Regions from separate parts of the Mus musculus genome. Here regions 2, 3, 4, 5, 6 and 7 are each linked to region 1. The links are chromatin contacts, called in public HiChIP or PLAC-seq and promoter capture Hi-C maps. All regions are on one chromosome and are shown on one strand. Each heading gives the region's core, a stretch centred on a gene start, on an enhancer-like site or on the middle of the called end of the contact. The rest is flanking DNA. Distances are from core to core; before and after follow the strand shown.

The links. Promoter capture Hi-C pulls out the DNA fragments that hold promoters and counts their contacts. HiChIP or PLAC-seq counts read pairs in DNA pulled down with a chosen protein or histone mark.
Region 2: a promoter capture Hi-C map of erythroid cells shows a contact between it and region 1, with 4 times the contacts expected there. The contact joins the promoter of Upf3b here to the promoter of Lamp2 in region 1. A contact is called at or near these places in 2 of 39 promoter capture datasets (erythroid cells and liver).
Region 3: a promoter capture Hi-C map of erythroid cells shows a contact between it and region 1, with 17 times the contacts expected there. The contact joins the promoter of Ube2a here to the promoter of Lamp2 in region 1. A contact is called at or near these places in 3 of 39 promoter capture datasets (the HPC-7 cell line, cranial neural crest and erythroid cells).
Region 4: a contact with region 1 is called in a promoter capture Hi-C map of erythroid cells, with 53 times the contacts expected there. The contact joins the promoter of Pgrmc1 here to the promoter of Lamp2 in region 1. A contact is called at or near these places in 2 of 39 promoter capture datasets (cranial neural crest and erythroid cells).
Region 5: a promoter capture Hi-C map of hippocampal neurons shows a contact between it and region 1, with 3 times the contacts expected there. The contact joins the promoter of Rnf113a1 here to the promoter of Lamp2 in region 1. A contact is called at or near these places in 2 of 39 promoter capture datasets (cranial neural crest and hippocampal neurons), 1 of 484 Hi-C or Micro-C datasets (CD8 T cells) and 1 of 115 datasets of contacts at active chromatin or transcription factors (astrocytes).
Region 6: a contact with region 1 is called in an H3K4me3 HiChIP or PLAC-seq map of pro-B cells, with 4 times the contacts expected there. The contact joins the promoter of Nkap here to the promoter of Lamp2 in region 1. A contact is called at or near these places in 2 of 39 promoter capture datasets (the C10 cell line and liver) and 1 of 115 datasets of contacts at active chromatin or transcription factors (pro-B cells).
Region 7: a contact with region 1 is called in a promoter capture Hi-C map of pre-B cells, with 3 times the contacts expected there. The contact joins the promoter of Rpl39 here to the promoter of Lamp2 in region 1. A contact is called at or near these places in 2 of 39 promoter capture datasets (liver and pre-B cells).

Annotation. Positions count from the first base shown.
Region 1 is chrX:38,455,069-38,457,768 of GRCm38.p6, reverse strand. It overlaps Lamp2 (lysosomal-associated membrane protein 2), which reads left to right and starts at 1,309. Exons shown (of 9, transcript NM_001017959.2): 1 at 1,309-1,520. The coding sequence starts at 1,466. It overlaps LOC115489130 (a long non-coding RNA gene), which reads left to right and starts at 1,527. Exons shown (of 2, transcript XR_003953097.1): 1 at 1,527-2,463.
Region 2 is chrX:37,108,928-37,111,627 of GRCm38.p6, reverse strand. Upf3b (UPF3 regulator of nonsense transcripts homolog B (yeast)) reads left to right here and starts at 1,306. Exons shown (of 10, transcript NM_026573.3): 1 at 1,306-1,552; 2 at 2,374-2,480; 3 at 2,607-2,700. The coding sequence starts at 1,397.
Region 3 is chrX:36,872,957-36,875,656 of GRCm38.p6, reverse strand. Ube2a (ubiquitin-conjugating enzyme E2A) reads right to left here and starts at 1,362. Exons shown (of 6, transcript NM_019668.4): 1 at 1,128-1,362; 2 at 866-946; 3 at 465-490. The coding sequence starts at 1,171.
Region 4 is chrX:36,596,890-36,599,589 of GRCm38.p6, reverse strand. Pgrmc1 (progesterone receptor membrane component 1) reads right to left here and starts at 1,397. Exons shown (of 3, transcript NM_016783.4): 1 at 976-1,397. The coding sequence starts at 1,303.
Region 5 is chrX:37,189,901-37,192,686 of GRCm38.p6, reverse strand. Rnf113a1 (ring finger protein 113A1) reads right to left here and starts at 1,465. Exons shown (of 1, transcript NM_153503.2): 1 at 220-1,465. The coding sequence starts at 1,295. The coding sequence ends at 270. Ndufa1 (NADH:ubiquinone oxidoreductase subunit A1) reads left to right here and starts at 1,449. Exons shown (of 3, transcript NM_019443.2): 1 at 1,449-1,698; 2 at 2,724-2,786. The coding sequence starts at 1,597.
Region 6 is chrX:37,125,455-37,128,154 of GRCm38.p6, reverse strand. Nkap (NFKB activating protein) reads right to left here and starts at 1,392. Exons shown (of 9, transcript NM_025937.4): 1 at 780-1,392. The coding sequence starts at 1,159.
Region 7 is chrX:37,083,713-37,086,558 of GRCm38.p6, reverse strand. It overlaps Rpl39 (ribosomal protein L39), which reads left to right and starts at 1,337. Exons shown (of 3, transcript NM_026055.2): 1 at 1,337-1,434; 2 at 2,471-2,574. The coding sequence starts at 1,432.

The sequences.
Region 1 (2,700 bases), core at 60-2,559:
TTATTTGTTTGTTTGTTTTGAAACAGGGTTTCTCTGTGCAAACAGAACCTGGCTGTCCTGAAACTTGCTCTGTAGAACAGGCTGACCTCAAACTCACAGAGATCTGCCTACCTCTGCCTCTGGAGTGCTGGGATTAAAGGCATGCGCCACCACGGCTTTTAGTACTTTTCTAAGTGCAGTTCATGGGCCTCAGCATCAGAATCACCCCAGGTGTTTGTTTAGTAAAGGAATAAGACAGGATGGGAGGAGAAACCCTGCAATCCAAGCTACTAGGCATGCCGAGGCAGAGGAATCATATGTTCAAGTGCCACCTGAACTACAGCTATACTTTAAGTGTAAGGTCAAACTATTAGGCAACTTAGTGAGGATTAAACCTCAAACAAACAGTAAGCTTGTAGGAAAAAGGGCATTTGTTTCAGAGTCTCTAAGGCATCATCAGGTAAAATAAACAAAACAAAAACTACTTCCAAAATCCCTGAGAAGAGTGTGTGTGTGTGTGTGTGTGTGTGTGTGAGTGTGTGTGTTTTGGGAAGCAACATTTGAAGGTCATTGCTTTATTCCAACTCTGGAGTTTTACGTTAATGTTGTTTTCCTCTGTTGTTTTGAGACATGTTTGTTTACTGTTCACTTGGCAAGCGTACAGAATACGGGTTAGTATGAACTCATTAGAGAACATTAACTGTATTTGTATTCCAGATAGAAAAATATCTGGGAGTTTATGTATTTTGTAAAGAGTGTCTCTGGGTAGTAATGGGAGTGATCTTGATTTCCTTCTATTCTTATTTCTCTCTCTTTTTTTCTTCCTCTATTTAAAAATATGCTTCCTCTTTCTGACTTCAATTTCCCCATCAAGGAAAGAGAGTGTTATAACTTTGAACTTCAAGAGCATGGTCTGATCTGGTCGTTAATGACTCCATACCCCCTAGCTTCCCTATCCACCTATAGTATAAACTGTGTAGGTGGTCTCTATACTTGAATAATCGTGTATTATTTTTTACATATATTTTCATATATAAATTTACATACATATATATCTTGAGAGGCCTAGCAGCCGTTTTGTTGCCAGAAAAAATGATGCTGTTTGTTCTCAAGGACCTAGAATAGAAATAACCCACTGTCTACAAGCATCAAAGTTCCTCCTTTCCTGCTAGCCTTAAAAAAATGCCCTCCTCGCACAACTCTTTCTAGTTTAATAATGGCTGTGAACCAAAAAGCCAGGGCGTGGCCACGCCGCCCTCCTGCCCGGACATCACCGCCTCCCTCTCAGTTTCTAAGCATGCTGATTGGCTGAAAGGAATAAAGAACCCCGCCCCTGGTCTTATGACTCCAGCTGAAGCGGCGAGTCCAGGCTTTTGCGGTGCCTGGGTGCCTCGGTCGGTGGTCTCTCGTGCTTTCGCTTCCGCAGGGCTGCGAGGGGATTCGTTGGAATTGTCGGTCCGGTGGTCGCCTGGCCTGAGGGATCACGATGTGCCTCTCTCCGGTTAAAGGCGCAAAGCTCATCCTGATCTTTCTGTTCCTAGGTGAGTTTTCGGGCCCTCTGGTGTCTTTGAGCCGGGCCCGGGGGATCGGGGAGTTTCAAAGGCCACAACCTGAAAGACTGGTCTTTGAGAAGGCTTTGAGAGACCGAACAGCTGACACTGGGCGGCGGCGGCCCGAGGCGGCGGCGGAGGGGGGACGCGGGGGGGCCGGGAGGGGGGGACACACGACCTGGAGGAAGGCCTGGCCGTGGGATGGCCCGCCAGGAGGGCCTCTGAGAGTAACAGCGGGGCAAGTAAGGGGACGAGGGAGGACGACGTCAAGGGATTAGGCAAGAGGAGCGCAGAGTTCTAGACCTCTGGGCTAGAGAGAGCAACTTGGAAAAAGAGTCGGGGAGCAGACACCGGGGAGGCTTGGTTTCCTGGATCAGGGGAGAGTTTTAAAGATGGTGAAAAAAAAGTGTAGAGCGAGAAATGAATTTGGAACGGAAGGCGCTGTACCCTCGTGAAATTATTGGGGAGGGGGAGGGCATAGGGGGGTAGGTAGATAGGACAGTAGGGCCCAAGGGACAGAGACACCGTTTTGGGAGCTTTGTAGGTAGGACTTGAGGCTGGGAGAAGCAGTGATTGAAGAGCTAAGGAATGGCCTTGGAGTTTTGAGAGTGAAGGGATACACACACACGTACATACATATACATATAGTGACTGGGGCTGGAGTAACTTCCGGAAAGAAAAGTTATATCCAACCTCTGGAGACTAAAGGGATGAGTTGATAACTTTGGTGGGGGGTGAGTATCTGACTTAAAGGTGGTGAGGATCTCGGTTTTTTTGTTTCGTTTTGTTTTTTTTTTTTTTTTTGTTATTGTTGTTGGTTTGCTTGATTTTTGTTGCTTTGTTTGTTTTTCTCGAATAACTTTCGCTACTTCCTCCCAGCCAGACACCGGACAGAAATACCCCTAGATGCTAAAGCCGGGGAGCTTCCAAGATGGTAATTGTGTATCTGAGCTTTGTATATTCAATCCATTTTCTTCACAACCGCTTGGATTTTTTTTTTTTTCTGCTTCTTTTTTTTCCTCACTACAGGTCAGCTTAGTCGTGGTTTTAAAGTGGTGGGAAGAGTTGCTGGGTTAATAATGTTGGTTGTTTGTGATCTGTCCCAATAGACTTGAGAGTCCATAACAGCCTAGGCTTGAACTTTGATCCCAGTGTCCTCCTGACCTGATTT
Region 2 (2,700 bases), core at 57-2,556, 1.3 Mb after region 1:
CCCTTCAGACAGACACACCAGCAAAATGCTTTATTCTTCTCTTCCTTTCTTCATTTCCTCCCTCTTTCCTTCTACAGAAAACATCTTGTTGGGTATTTCATGACCCTCCTGACTCAGCTTCCCCAAAGCAGGGACTACAGAACACGCTACCACACCTGGTTAAAGAGTCCGTTTTATTGCTCAAATTTATGGCATGTACCAACTACTAAGGCATTGTACTTCATTCTGTGAATGTATCACATCTTGCTTGTCCATTCAACTGTTAATGGGTATTTGACCTTTTTCAAAGTGAAGAAAGTGAACAGAATCAAGTTGGATATTTTCCTTTCCCCATCTTGTTGGATAACAGTGTTGGGAGAGAATTCTTTAATTTGGAAAAGAAAGAAAGGTGGTGAAAACAAATGTAATACATTTTGGTTATAATTCATTGAAATTAGTATCTTGTGTGTTTCTTGAGCATGTGTAAATCCTAATGCCTCTGAAAGTATACTTCAGTTTTAAATAGCTTTTCCTTATCTGTTTATTTACCTGATGGTTGTTTGGTTGATATACGTACGGTTCCACTATCTAGCACTAATTTGCCTGAAAGTTGCTATTTAGACCACACTTTGAATTTGTCTTGATCCTTCTCTTTCAGATTCCCCAGTGCTGCAATTATAGGCTCACGTGGCATAAAACCTTGTGGGTATTTTTTATCTGAAAAAGAAAAGCACTAAACTTTTAAGATTAAGGGATCATAGCGGGGCAGTGGTGGCGCACGTCTTTAATCCCAGCACTCCGGGAGGCAGAGGCAGGTGGATTTCTGAGGTCTAGACCAGCCTAGTCTACAGAGTGGGTTCCAGGACAGCCAGGGCTACACAGAGAAACCCTGTCTCAAAAAAACAAAACAAACAAACAAAAAGATTAAGGGATCATATATACTTAAGATGTTTATGGTATTTTTATCTGAAAAAGAATCACTAAATTTTTAAGATCAAATGATCACATATACTAAAAATCTGGATGATTCCCACATTTCTAATCCTAAACGGGCAGCTGCTTTGCATGCTGGGAGTTGTAGTCCAGAAACGAGTCGTTTCTAGACAAGATGGCGGAGTTGCTAATGACGCGCTAAGGGGCGGGCCCCGAGGGAATCTGGGCCGCTAGGGGATTGGGCAGCATGGGGACTTCGGCAGGCGGGAAGTAAAGGTCAGGTATTAAAACCCTAACCCCGAGTGAAACCGAGGGCCTTAAACTCTCGCGAGATCTCCGGGAGCCCAATGGAACGCAGGGCTCTGCTTATCACTAGGGCTATTTGTTAGGGGCGGAGCTCCTGAGGTCTCTCCCGGAGAGTCGTAGGTGCCCGGCGTAACGGCTTAGCAGCTGTGCCACCGCTCTAAAGAGCGTAACCGTGGCCATGAAGGAAGAAAAAGATCATAGGCCTAAGGAGAAACGAGTGACCCTGTTTACGCCGCAGGGCGCCACAGGCGGCTGTATTGGCGCTACTGCCGAAGGCGCCAAAGGGGACGATAGGCAGGATCGCAACAGGGACAAGAAAGAAGCTTTGAGCAAGGTGCCTATCGGGTGGTGGCACAAGAGGGCGGGACATGTCCACGGACTGGGGAGCATGGCTGGGAATGGGGCTGCTCTCTTCCTCTCCCGGGTAACTCTTCTGTTTCTAACTGAATGGAAATTGCTTCGCACTGTCTCACGCACTGGTGGAAATGGGATTAGCAGGTTCTGATAAAGCCCCCGAAATGGGGGGATGGAGGGTGGGGGTGAGGGAAAAGGAGGGTTCCCAGATGAGAAAAGGTTAGTTCAGAGCTGCGACGGTGGGGTAGTTATGAGAGAGGGGAGCAGCAGGAAAGATAGGGGAACTTTAATTGGCTTGAATTGCTAAATAGACCTTGCCACACCAGGGGTTAGGGGTGGGAGTAATTGTGAAGTACGTGTTAATGCAAGCGAGTTGGGGGAGCACATTAAGAGGATTGATGACCAACCTGGAGGAGCAGACAGATGGAGGGCGATGGGTAAAGGATTTCCGTGGTACACAGAATGGGGAAGGGAGTTCATTTAGCGCATTTTAGACCGGTGAGAGAGACAATGTCGCGACACCGACAAAAGACCAGAATTCGTTCAAAATGGGTTTTAAACTCCATTTAAGAACAGAACCTGGGATTTTCCTTGCCCCAGACAGTTGTCACTTCCAGGAGTTTGTATAAACCCGCGTTATCCATACCTTTGAGTAATTCATAGCATTGGATTGCAGGAGAATATGTTCGGTGTTTTTGTAAGTGTCTGTATTTTAGAGCCGATTATCAGAAGCCATGATTCTGGTATGCCAGAAAGTTGGCTGCTATGTACTGATTTTCCTTTCCTCGTTTGTTTCCTAAGGTGGTAATTCGAAGATTACCTCCCACTTTGACCAAGGAACAGCTTCAGGAACATCTTCAACCTATGCCTGAGCACGATTATTTTGAGTTTTTTTCTAATGATACTAGGTAAAAAAAAAATTAATATTTTACCCTCCTTTTCGCTTTTTGGGCTAGTGTCTTTAATGTGTATGTGTTTGCAATTCAGTCAGACACCTGAAACCATAGTCACGTAATTGCTTTCCGTCTCTACAGCCTTTATCCTCATATGTATGCCAGAGCATATATCAACTTTAAAAACCAAGAAGACATTCTTTTATTCAGGGACCGATTTGATGGCTATGTATTC
Region 3 (2,700 bases), core at 113-2,612, 1.6 Mb after region 1:
AAGCTTGCATCCATTCAGCACTAAACAAGCCACACACTAAGCACTGCTGAACACACTTCTTGCCCTGGGGATGGAACGCTTTGTGGACCAGATGGTTGCTGGTGAACTGGTTTCCTGCTGCATTATCTCTGTGGGGGCTAAAGTTAGCAAGAAGGCTGCTCAAACCTCCACAACCCTGAATACCAGCGCTGTGGCACTTCTTTTAAAAAGTGACTACTTTCACCCAGGATGGATTAAACGGGGGGGGGGGGAGACGACACAAACGAACGGAAAAAGTGAAGTTTTGATTAAGCCTAGGTCTAGCCAGAACAATCCGCCACACACTGAATTTCACTTGAGCCTTTGGTGGTCAGAGGTGGCAGGGGCAAAGCCGCTTCTTTAAGTGGGGGGCGCTTGCTGATACCCGGGACCCCCTTTCCCCTGAAGAGTAGGCTCCTGAAAGGTGGGCTAAGAAACTCTCTTACCATCCTCAAACGGGGTCCCTTCGGGCCTGCAACACAGAATAAAAACAAAAACAAGAGCCCGTTAGTGCCGGCTCAGAGGGTCCCCGCCTCCCCGCAGCCTCAGAGGCGGCGGCTCTGTCAAGGTTTCCCATCCCTGCCGCCTGGTCCGTCCCGCACCGCTGTCCCGGGTTAGGAAAAGGCGGCGCAGGCCGCCGCAGCCTCCGCTGCCCCTCGCCACCAAGAACCCCAAAGAGTTCCCCTAGCAGAGAGAAGGCAGCTAATCGAGGCAGAGGCTCCGGGGAGGCGCCTAGGCCCAAGCAACCCCAACTCTCTTCCCCTTTCCCCCCATGCGCGGCTCGTCTAGGGGCCGGCCCCGGTCCTCCCTGCCCCGGTCGCCGGCGAGAGCCGGCCCGCAGACTCACCCAAAAATGACCGCATTCCAAACCATTATGTTGTTCTCCGACGGAGCCCCGCTCACTCCGGCCGGAGGATCTTCCTGTAACCTTCAGAAACAGACACACAGCGGCTGCCCTCAGCCCCGCGATTCGCCGCCGGGATCCCCCTCCCCATCACACCCGGAGCCGCTCCGCTTCGGGCTCCGCCCTGTGCCCCCCGGCAGGCAGGCAGGCAGGCGGGCAGGCAGGCCGCCCCCTCGAGCGCCTGGCCCTCGCGGACGCGGGTTACCTCTTGAAGTCCCTCATGAGGCGGCGCCGGGCCGGGGTCGACATGGCTTTAGCGGGCTCAGCAGTCGGGCATATACCAGGGTCCGCGGTCCCCGAGGAAGCCGAGGAAGCCGGAGAAGCCGAGGAGGCGCCGAGAGGGACGGCACTGCCGCTCCGGAGCCGAGGGTCGGTCTGGCGCCGGCTAAGCACCACCCCAGAGTAGACGGGGGCCGAACCAACCTGGGGAGAACGCGCGGGGGGGTGCGGGGAACGCCTTACGCCCGGCGGACCGTACCAAGGCGGCCACGGGGCGGGGAGAGCCAAAGTTGACCTGTCAATCACGTCCCACCTGAGAGCCCTGGCCCTGGACCTAAGGGAGGAGGTGGCCAAGTTCCCTGGGGGAAAAGGCTAGGCGGGAAGCAAAGGAAACCTTCAAGTCCCGGTGATTTAACAGGGAGCAGCGCGGGCCCCACTTGCTGACTTGAAGAGGAACCCCTGCGAAGTTTTCTTTTTATAGGTACTTACTTTTTTTCGGGAAGGAGGGGCTCTTTTTCTATCTTTTTTCCCCCTCTGTTGAGACAGAGTCTCCTATAGGCCAGAGAACCTCGAACTCACTGTGTCGTTGAGCATGATTTTGAACTCCTGACTCTCCTGCTTTCACCTCCCAAATGCTGGGATTACAAGAGTGCACCACCATGCCAGTCTTTTAATTACTTCTTGTTTTGTTATTGGTTCCCCCTTCTTCCTCCACTTATTTGTTGATTGATTGATTGGCTGATTGATTGTAGGGTTGGTCTCTTGTAGTATCTAATGTAACACAGGCTAACTCAGACTCACTGTGAATCCCAGAGGCTGGACTTGGAGGTCACCTCAGCCTGCCAGGAATATGTCTTTAACCTTTCTTCTGTTTTGACAAAGAATGAATTATTAAACTGCCAACTACTGTTTAGGGTCGGGGAAAGAGGCGAGAAGATTAGTTGAAAGAAAAGAGTGGAGGAAAGACTTGGCACAGGCAAAGCAGTTCTCCAAAGGCAAGGATGTTAGGGTCACAGTCCTGTAGACACGAGAGGCTGGGGTAACTGCTTAAAGTCATGGGGAAAGTAATATAAATAAATAAATAAATAAATAAATAGCTCTTGAGTATGAAAATGGACTTTGGGTCCATCTTCTTTGAGATGAGGGTGCACAATTCAAACCCAACTTTTAACCCTAGGACTGAATGAAATGATGTTGGGGGGCAGTGGCAGAAATGAGAGCTTCGCCGTGGTGGCGCACGCCTTTAATCCCAGCACTCGGGAGGCAGAGGCAGGCGGATTTCTGAGTTCGAGGCCAGCCTGGTCTACAAAGTGAGTTCCAGGACAGCCAGGGCTACACAGAGAAACCCTGTGTCGGAAAAAAAAAAAAAGAAAGAAAAGAAAAGAAAGAAAGAAAGAAAAAAAAGAAATGAGAGCTTCTCCCAGGGAAAATAGACTTTTTACAATCTCTATGGGTACTCACAATTTGTCTCTGGAACCACATTTCCCCTTGGTAATTCAGCAAGCCAAGCAGCTAGTTTAGAAGAGTCTGAGGTATGAGCTTATCCAGCTGGAGAGTAT
Region 4 (2,700 bases), core at 148-2,647, 1.9 Mb after region 1:
ATCAGGTGATTGTGATAGGCAATCCAGTTTGGAAAAGCCTCATTTCTGGGGAGTTGTCCATCTCTTGTTTTCCCCTTGGTTGGCTTTTCCTGAAATCCCCCCACCCATCGGGCTTCACAGCCTTACCCTATTGTTTCTCAGGACCCTTCCACTCCTCCCTCCCACCCCCGTTTCATTTCATTTTATTTTTTCCACCTCCCAGTCTCCCCACTCTATCATACACTAAATATGGTGTTTCTGACCATCTCACCATGTTACCATAGTCCACCACACACTGCTCTTAATGCATCCAACCAAGCTTGGTCGCTTATTCATCATCCAGCCTGAGTCCACCCCACTCTGCACGCACATACACATACCAAAGACATACCTAACACATGTCACATTCCAAGCGCCACCCCCCAGACAAACGGTGTACACCAAACACACATTCACTGCGCATGCACACAGTGTACACACACACACACACACACACACACACACACACACATTCTCCGCCAGGAACAATGCTGCTTTACCTGACACTAATCCCCTTCTCCACTTTCTCTCTTTACACACCCTTACATTCCACCATGGCTCCTCCGGCGTCATCGGCCTCCACGTCTTCTCAAGTGTCTGGGCCTCTCTGGAGACACCTTCATTTTTTCCCCTCAAATCCGAAGTCTCCCCCTCTTTTCAGGACCCCCGCCCCAAAGCCCACTACCTTCGAAAAGTTCCCTAATATCCCGGGGCTTCGGACCTCGCTGTCCCTCCCACCCGCGGTTTCCAAGGCTCAGCCTCATTCGGGCATCCCATCCCCCCGTACGCACCCCCACCCACCCAGAGCCTCGTGCCCCCGGCCCGCTCCCATTGCTGCCCGCCTTCCCTCCGACCCTCCCACGGGGGCGCCCCACCTCCCCCGGCCTCTCTCCCGCCCCGCTTCCACGCCAGGGTCCCCTCTTTTGTCTCCACGACCCCCTGGCCCTGCCTCCGTACCAGGCCCGTAGAACTTGCGGCCTTTGGTCACGTCGAACACCTTGCCGTTGATGGCCATGAGAATGCGCGGGTCCTGGACGCCATCGAAACGCCTCAGCTCGGCAGGGGTGAAGTCGCGCCGCTTGAGGCGGGGCAGCGGGGGTGGTTCGTCGTCGTCGTTGTCGCCACTGGCACCGGGCTGGTCCCCGCGAACGATCTTGTAGAGCAGGAAGATGCAGAGGCCCAGGAGGAGCAGGTTGAGAGGAGACGTGAAAATCTCGTGCAGCAGCCCGCCGCCCTCTAGCTCGCTCGGGTCGGCGCCAGTCGCCACCACATCCTCGGCAGCCATGATCTCTGGAGCAAAGGTTGGGCCCGGCTAGGCAGAGCTCCGGAACAGTCCGCTTCCTCCGCCCTCCCAGCGAACAGTGGCGCGCAGCGTTCTTTGACAGAGGAAGAAAAGCTCGGGAGGGGCGGGGCTCCGGGGGCGGAGCCTATAAGCCCCCGCCCTTCGCGGCCACCTAAGCGCCCCGCCCTGCTCGGGCTGGCTCGGGCAAGCTGGGCCTGGTTCGGCCTCTGCTTCGGGCCCCCTATGTAGCCTCGGGGGTCTTGGTCTTTCTCCCTCAACCGCTCCGTCAACCAGGGCCACCGAGCCCAGCCCACCTCTCTGTTCTACCTGCTGGGCCTCTGCCCCGGTTTCCGGGCACCCTCAGATCATAGTGCAGCTCGCAGACACACAGCTCAGTCTCTTGGGTACAGTGGGTAGCTTCCCGCTGACCCTGTGGGGAAGCCTTGACTTTAGGGCCCGCTCCTCGCGGCAAATGACGTCAGTTAAAATGAGGTCGCATTTCTCTTGCTTCGCTTCTATTTTAAAGCCCCTTATACTCTCTCCCCTGGGCCATACCCTTAGAGCCAGGTAGCTGTTTTGGGATACTCTAATATCATGCCTTCAACTCCTTTTCACCTTACAGTCCTAGACTATTCGAACATCCATTTTGGGATGGTTCGCCTCCAATTCTTGCCCAAAAGCTGTGGGACTAACACCCAAAGGACAGCCAGTCAGGTAACAGGCCTGTCAATTCTATAAAATCTGGAGCTCAGATCGCCAGATTTTGCGTTTGTTCTTAAAGTTTTTTTTTTTCTTTTTGAAATCATCAATTATGCTTAGTCACAAGGCACCAGTAATCAACAACTGACATTCTGTTGTTGAGCCTTTTTTTTCTATAGAAATACCAGAATAATGTTCAAAGTTCCGTTGCTTGACAGCATTCTTCTATTTGAAGTCTGTGGAAACTACCCTTGGCAGTCACTGTAACCCTGAGCACAGCCCCTGATAAACGCTGGAGTTTGGAAGGATCCTAGATTTTATCTTTTTAGATTCCCAGGCTTCTGGTGTGCAAACAGGCTGCACGGGAGCAGGCCTCTATGGAACAAGGATTGTGCCTATTTTTCAGAGACCTAATCTGGCTGCCCCCCCCCTTAAATTGTAATTGGGAAACGGTAACATAAGAAAAAGGAGAATAATTAAAACCAAGCCATGCACACATCTGCAGAGCAGGGCACGACTTTTCCATACAATCCTGTTTGTACACCACTTACATGCAAGAGATTTGTGCAGAGAATTGGCTAAATTCTGAAAACTTTTGGCAAACACTGCTGTAATCCCTGCCCCCCCCCATCTTCTTAAAGTGTAATGAGTCAAACACTCTTTATATCCAGCCCACACATTTTTTCCCCCAGAGCTAAATT
Region 5 (2,786 bases), core at 216-2,715, 1.3 Mb after region 1:
ATAGAATCAGTTCTTGATGTCATCCCGACTTGGGTTCCCTTACGTAAATCCTAGCATTGTTCATGAACTTCTCCCATCCACATGACCTATGCTATAGTCATGGAAGTTATTTCAGGTCTAGAATTCCAGATAATACCTATCTTGAAGCTTTTCCTCTGGAGCCCTACTCCATCGCCTACCTTCTCTGCCACTTCCCTTTAGAAAGAAAGAAAGAAAAGATTTTAAGAAACAACAAAACATTTATTTTGAGACTGAGAATTATGGAAAGTCTAAATAATGGAAACTGGACTCTCCTCTATGTCTTCTAGAGAATCAGAAACACCACCCTCTGCTTCAGCTCGATGCTTTCCCAGTTTAGCAATCAGTTCTTTGGCTGGATTAAAGACGCCATTGGTCTGCTGGTCACAGACATAGCAGCGTGAGGTGGTACGGAAATGCTGCAATGCACAGCGCTCGCAGAAATAATGCCTACACTTGGTGACAACTGGATTTTGGAAGGTCTGGCGACAGATGAAACACTTGAATGGTATTTCCTCATCATCGCTTCCCACTTCGTAGTTTTCGTCCTCATAGACACCATAGCGACCCTCATCAAGCTCACGTTCGATCTGCCACCCGTGCTTGTAATCTGAACGATCATGGAGGAATTTGCAGCTGTCCCCGAAGCCGCAGAAACCAGTCTCCTTGTAGTCCTTACAGATATCGGGCTGGTAATCCCAGCGCACGGTGGCACGTAGATGCTCAGGAGCTCGGATAGGGCCTTTCCTCACCATCCCGGAGGAAGCATTGCCCATGGATGTATCCTTGGGCTTCACGTACTTCTGATAATTATTGATTCCCCGATAGATCTTGTCATCTTCCTTGCCCCTCAGCTCCTCCTGGATCTTCTGGCTCCGCTCAAAGATGGACTGTGCATCTCGATCCTTCTCAGTGTCCAGTTCGTAGACGGCGGTCGCCCCCATATCCTCGGGCCCCACGGGTTTTGCCGAACGGGTAGACTTGTAGACGACGCCGAGACCCTCCGGTTCATTCTCGTCCTCGCTACTCAAGCCGCCATAGGTTGCCTTCTGTTTAGCGCTGCCACGCGTCTTCTGGATCATCGGATTGTGGGTCGCTTGCTTCTTCTCCGGGCGGACCACAGAGCTGCCTTCATCACTGCTGCTGCAGCTGTCCCCGGAGCCTGCATCACAGAGCCGGCGCTTTCGGCGGCCCGCCGCTCCTTTCCGCCCAGGCTTTTTGAAGAGGAACGTGCACACCTGACGGGTAGAATTCCCGGGAGAAAGTTGCTCCGCCATTTAGAGATCCCCAAGTTCTGAAACTGCCGCGACGTCCGGGACCGCTTCGCGTCGTCACACTCCGTGGTGGTCTCTGATGCAGCGGATCAGATAGGAGGAGTAGGACGACAGAAAGAATCCTGTCCGGGAACGCTTGCTGGACCGCGAACGCCAGTCACTTTTGGGCCCCCACAGCCACCGTCGCTTCCTCCTCCGGAGCCGTACGGGGCACCGCCCCTCCCGCGTGCTGCCGGAAGAGAGGTAAAGCCGGGTCACCTCTGAGGAGCCGGTGACGGGTTGGCGTGCGAGTAACGGTGCGGAGATGTGGTTCGAGATTCTCCCTGGCCTCGCCATTATGGGGGTGTGCTTGGTCATCCCCGGGGTGTCCACTGCGTACATCCACAAATTCACCAACGGGGGCAAGGTAAGGCGGCCGACTCGGCCGCGGGTGGGGGACGGTGGGGGACGGGGGCCATTTATGGTGGGGGACGGTGGCCGTTTGGATGCGCCTTCGCTCTGTGAAGAAGAAGCCATCTAAGGGGGATCCTCCTCTTAATGTTGCCTGAACGCGGAGACTTGGGATTCCACCTTTTAACTTTAGTAAAACATAGCCAGTTTGAGGGCTGAGGAGGAGTGGCCCAAAAGGCAAAATCTATTCGGCAGTTAGCAAGGTAGATGACAAGAGTTGGGCCCTGGTTCCTAGGCAGAGGGAGAAAGGTGTTAGTCATGTCCCCGCTCCTTCCCATCGTTCATCTCCTTGCGGACACTGTTTAATTGATTTTGGTGGATGTATTTGTGCCTTTGAGTGCAGGAGCCCGCGGAGATCAAGAGAGGTCCCCGGGTCTCTTGGAACTAGTAGTTAAAGGAGGCTAGGAGGCAGCAGAAGTGGGTGCCACGAATCCAGTCCACTGCAGGAGCAAAGAGCAGTCAAGTCCAGGAAAGCTGGTACTACTACAGTGAAGCCCCGTCTCAAAAAAAAAAAAAAAAAAAAAGAAGTAGTTGAGAGGGGGAGGAGGATAAAGGAAAAAAATCAGTGGTGTTGGTCCCCTCCCCCAACTCAAAAAGGGAGAAGGCTGAGAAGTCAGTTGCCATCATGGTCTGGTTTCATTTAGGAGATTTTGGCTTTGTATTAGTCATTTAGCTTTTGTTTTAACTTTGTCAAGATTTACTATCTATGTATGTGTCTGCTGCTGTCTGTGTGCACCCATGAAGAGTAGAAGAGGGTATTGAATCTCTCCTGGACTTGCAGTTATGACCCCTCCCCCCCCCAAATAAAATCCAACCAACTTGGTGCTGGGAAGCCAGTTGAGCACCCAAGAATAGCAGGCAGGTACCCTTCCCCTCTGAGCTATCTCTTCAGCCTCTAGTATGTCATTTAAGAAAAATTGTGGGGTATATCTTTTTACTGGGTCACTTATATTTATAAACTGCCTTGTCCTTTATTTAAAGGAAAAACGAGTTGCTCGTGTTCAGTACCAGTGGTATCTGATGGAACGCGATAGACGTATCTCT
Region 6 (2,700 bases), core at 143-2,642, 1.3 Mb after region 1:
GCTAGGATTACAGGAGTGAGACATCATGCATGCCCAGCTTTTGAATTTAAATATGTCTTGAGGCATGGCCTCATGTAGACCAAGGCGGCCGTAAATTTGCTACGTCGATGAGAATGAGTGTTCTGACTTGCCTCAAGAGTCTCACAGTTGTTGCTACTAAAGATTTGTGAGTCTTTTTAAACTAAGAATTCCATTAGAGGAAATCCAATCTCATTCCCACATTGGTTTGCATGGTCAACACGGCTGAGACCACTTGCCAAGACTTTTCCCAACATAGCCTCATCTAATTATTCTTTTCCCTCAAAACCAATACATATACTTAATTACAATACTTCCCAGTTCACTGCAAAACGTTTCCACTGAAATATCCTCTTGTCTCAATTTTTTCTGTTTGTTCATGCAACAAGAAACAGCTGCCATGCCTACCAAGAGGCAGGCACTACTAATTCTGTGATCAATAAAAGTCACAAACCTCTATTTCCGTTTAGTGAGGAATAAAGACAGGTGCACGGATAATGACACCAAGGCATACAATAGCCTCTTACTTTCCCAGTAGGGGTAAGTAGGTAGTGGGAAACCAGGGCCTCTTATGAAGGAGTCTAGGGATGAATGAAAATGTAAGTTAGAAAGGATAAATAAAAAAGGTCACGGGGTGAACTGAAGAAAGAGATGAAAAAGGTGCGAGGCGGATGGGAAGCGAAATAAAACAGAAACAATGAACAAGCTGGACTCAAAGGCAGGCAGAATGACCCAAGAGAGGGTGCGGCGATTTCACTCACTTCTGCCGGAGACTCTCCTCCCTTTCCTTGTCCAGCAGGCTAGGCCATGGCTTGTCGCCCCCGTAGGGACGCGAGTAGCCGCCGTAATAGGCGGACGAGGATGCAGAAGCAAACGGGGCGCTCCGCTGTGCCGAGGGCCGTTCGCGAGAGCGCGATCGAGAGCGGGAGCGGTAAGATTGGTTTCGGGAGCTTTGGCTGAAGCCACTCAGCGAATGACTGAGGCCATTCCGGTCGCCGAACCGAGAACAAGAGCGCGAGCGAGACCGGCGACACCGCGGGGAGCGGGAAGATTTGATGGATTTGGGGCTCCGCGATGGACTGCGACGCTTCGCCCCGGAGGCCTCCCGTTCAGGGCTACGCGAGCCCGATACAGGAGCCATGGTGGGGGAAGCTGAAGCTACCAAGGGGCGGGACAAGGAGGCGCTCTCGCGACCCCCAAAGGTCCCGGACACCTAGGGTCCTAGAGCTTGCAGCCGACCAAATCCGAAAAAAAGCAAGCAAACAAACAAACAAACAAAAAAACCAACTTGGAAACAGTTCCGTGTACAGCGGTAAACCCCTTCCCCCGGACCCAGAGTCCTTGCCGCCAACAGGAAGGGATTTGTGTACCTCTATATAGAAGCCGGCCAGGAAACTGAGGCTACGCTCTCATCCAGTTCCTAGTGAGGTTTCTGAAACCTAAACCGCACTGGATGCCTGAAAGAACATTGCGATGAATGAGACAAGTATTTCATTGAGTAGCCATATAAGCAACACCGCCAATTCTCCCTTTATTTAGTGTGGGACGATCTTTGCCTGTATAGTGTGCGCGTATGAATCTGTGTATGTATTATAACCCCCACTCCCACTCTTTTTTTTTTAATCCCAAGCAAACAAAAGATCATGATTAGGGTTAAGCTTTAATCTAAGATCATTGTTGTCCAGTTCACTTAGAAAGCATACATTCTGATAACTTCAGTCTGTTATACTCCGATTAATTTAGCGACCCAGAGGAAAATCTTAGTACGTAGGTTCAAGCCACCCATCTCTACAAATGTCCCACAAAACGAAGTTATCAAGCCCCTTCAACTAGTCCATCATACACTAGCCCAGCAAAATATAAGGTAGACGATTAATAGTTGTATGTATTAAGTATTTTTAGGCAAAAGAGCATTCAAATATTAATTTTGTTTTTAATTTTTTTGAAATTGAAATGTAATTGTGTCATTTTCCCCTTTCTACCTCCAACCATTCCTGCGTGCCTCCTCTTGCTCTTTTAAACTCATTGCCTCTTTTTCTTTATTTGTCATTACATGTACCTGTAACTATAGCTGTTGTAATGTTTTCACCAGAGAAGACTACTTAGATATGGGTTTTAGCCAATAGAAAGTCACACACGCCGGGGCGGTGGTGGCCCATGCCTTTAATCCCAGCACTTGGGAGGCAGAGGCAGGAGGATTTCTGAGTTCAAGGCCAGCCTGGTCCACAGAGTGAGTTCCAGGACAACCAGGGCTACACAGAGAAACCCTGTCTCGAAAAAAAAAGTTGCGCGCGCACACACACACACACACACACACACACACACACACACACACACGTCCTGTGTTGATATACTTCAGTTAACAAGAACATGTCCAAAAGTGAAACTACAGAAGCCAACAGGGAAGGTCAGTACCTTTAGGAATATTCCCAGAACTATGTACTTTGATCTTTTGTCTTTTGTTTTGGCAGGTGATACTGTCTACATGCTGAATGTTGCAGCCTGAATGGTACTTCCATCATGGAGTCAGTTGTGCTAAGGTCTGGGGACCTACTAAGGTCTAGAGCCCTGTTACAATAACCTGCTCAGAGCATATATTAACCGTATGTTTATGATTTCAGGACCGACCATTTGGTATTGGATAATCAGCTGAGGGAAGACTATTTCTCCTGGCTCTCAGCA
Region 7 (2,846 bases), core at 88-2,587, 1.4 Mb after region 1:
GCAGTTGAGCAGATGTCAAAGAGAAGTAGTTCTTACCTTCCACCTTTTTGAGACAGGGTTTGCCTTGTTTCTGTTGCTGTGTTAAATACTCCAGGCTAGCTGGCCCTCAATCTTCCAGGACTTTCTCTCCTGTCTCCACCTTCTATTGTGCGGTAGGAATCTTAGGGTTGCAGATACATAGGAGTACTTATTTATTTATTTATTTATTTAGCGACAGGGTCTATATGTAGTAATCCTGACTGGCTGGAAGCTCAGTATATAGACTAGGCTGGCCTTGAGCTCAGAGATATTGATCCTTCTGCTTCAAGTGCTAAGATTAAAAGTGTAGGCCACCACGCCCTGTATCTTCACTTTTTGGGACTTGAACTATAAGTTGGCAGGATTGCGTAACTGGTGCTTTTATCTACTAACGATTCCCCTGGCCCTGGTATATGGGATTTTTACCCCACCGGAGACAGAGTTTCTCTGTGTATCTTTGGCTGTCCTGGAACTCGTGTGAGTAAACCAGGATGGTCTCAAACTCAGAGGTCTGTCTGCCTCCCAAGTGCTGGGATTAAAGGCGTGCACCACCACTTTCCGGCGCCTTTTTTTTTTCTTAAGATTTACATATTTATTTTATTTATATGAGCACACTGTAGTTATTCACTACAGATGGTTGTGAACCACCATGTGGTTGCTGGGAACTGAACTCAGGACCTCGGGAAGAGCAGATGGTGCTCGTAACCGCTGAGCCATCTCTCTAGCTCCGCCTCCCTTTTAATCAAGTATTTTTAGGTACTATTGATAATGGGTCCGTGTGTGTTTACATGGGGACGTGTACCTGTAAATCATAAGTGTAGGTGCCCCTGGAAGTCAGAGACATGTTACCCCCTAGAGCTGGAGGGTTGTAAGCTGCCTGATATGGGTGCTGTGAATGGAACTTGGATTCTCTATAATAGTGAAGTTAGTCATTAAAAGATGTCTGCAGCCCCATCTTCCTCCCTTCCAGGGTGCATCGCCAACCCTAAGCCCCGCCCCTCTCGCAGAAGCGGGGGGAGTTGCAGCTCTGGAAGTGATGTAGGCCTTTTCCCGCCCTCCTCAGAGTTGGTCCCGCCTACTCCGTTTCCAGGTGTTTGCTAAGGGTTTACTTGGTTACTTCTCAAAGGCCACCTACCATGGCCACCAAGGCTGTGGCCCTCAGCACAATGATGATCACCTGCAGGAACAGGCATGGACGCGGAGGCCTCGGAATTACGTTCTCTATAAACCGGTTTGGGTTCCCACGGCCCCATGGGAGCGCAGGGGTGGAGCTAGGGAGGACGCTGCGAGTCATCCATCCCCCCCTAAGCTCCGCCTCTAGCGACTTCTTCTAATCGCGTTCTTCCGGTCCCGGCCTTTCTCTTCTCCATTCCTCCGCCATCGTGCGCGCTATTCTTGATTCGGCTTCTCGCCATGGTAAGACTATCGGCCGCCATCCGTCCCTCAGCGGCTTTCCTGAGGCCACAGACCGCTGTGCCTTTGTGGCAGACATGCGCAGCATTGAGGGCTGGGTGTATTTTTCAGGGTTTTAGTGTTCGTTTTTGGAGCTGGGACACCTATCGGCCTGTGGGCGCGGCATGAAATTATCAAGTCCATTTACCCTTGCAGGATGAGAACGCTCTTCCTGCAGCCTGGCAAGGGGTGCAAAGTATTCTTGTTTCATATAGCCTGGGGCTGACGGTGATCTTCATGATGGGGGGGGGGCAGAACGAGAGGCTTGGGACCACTCTTAGATTGTCCCTGATCGAAGAGCATGAATCGCCATTTGCACAGCGAGATGTCCACAGTAAGGGTTAACAGAACTTTGAGATCCCTTCAGAAGTTAGCGCGTCACTCCTTGGAGGCGTCTGCTAACAGCGCATCAGTCATTGCCTACTGGCAAGATTATGCTTATGGGCGTCTAGGTACAAAGTGGGTTTAGTATCTGAATTTGTTAAATAAAACCTCCAACTGGTCTAGGGGGACGAGTGCGCTTGGCCTTCGTTGCATTTTTTTATGTAATGGTGTTTGCCTACGGAGTGTCTAGGGCTCCGTAATCTTAGGTTAGCCAGCAATGTCACTTGGAGGTAGATAAGACTTACAGAGTACAGTACCTAGTGTCATTGACTTAAAACTGGCCAGGGTTTGCCTAACCTCAAGCCATCCTTGTTCCAGTAAGTCCGTTTCCTCTCCTACTCCAGCTATTCCGTGTTTCATCGCTGGAGCCCAGCAGACAGCCAGTTTATAGGTCAGACAGGACCTGGGCTTAGAAACTTGGTGCTGATTATGAGCCATGTTTAAGCCATTAACTCTTCCTCCAGAGAAGTGATGAGGATAAAGGACTTGGTGGTTCGAGGTCGGGGAGCTTTTCCTGGGTGTATGTTCTGCAGGCCTGATGTTAGTTTGTTGGAATTTGTGACTGAATCAAGAGACTAGGCTGTGGTGTCACTAAGCTGGTTGCATCTCCTCGTAGTCTTCTCACAAGACTTTCCGAATCAAGCGATTCCTGGCCAAGAAACAAAAGCAAAATCGCCCTATTCCTCAGTGGATCCGGATGAAAACTGGTAACAAAATCAGGTAAGCCTTCTCTTGTCCGGCTTGGAAATCGTTATGTTTTAAGTAACTTTGGGCATGGAGATACACAGTTGCAAAGTACGGTCCACCCCAGTCAATTAGTGTGCTGGGGACTCCCTTTTGAAATGTTTTTCCTTTTGTTTGGGTTGGGAGCACGGGGTTGAGAACTGGGAGGAAACACTTCTCCATTCATCAAATGGGTCTTGGGGCTCTAGCTCAGGTCATGAGGCTCCTTGGTAGTGACTAGCTTACTTAGCCCCCGAAATCCCTCCACA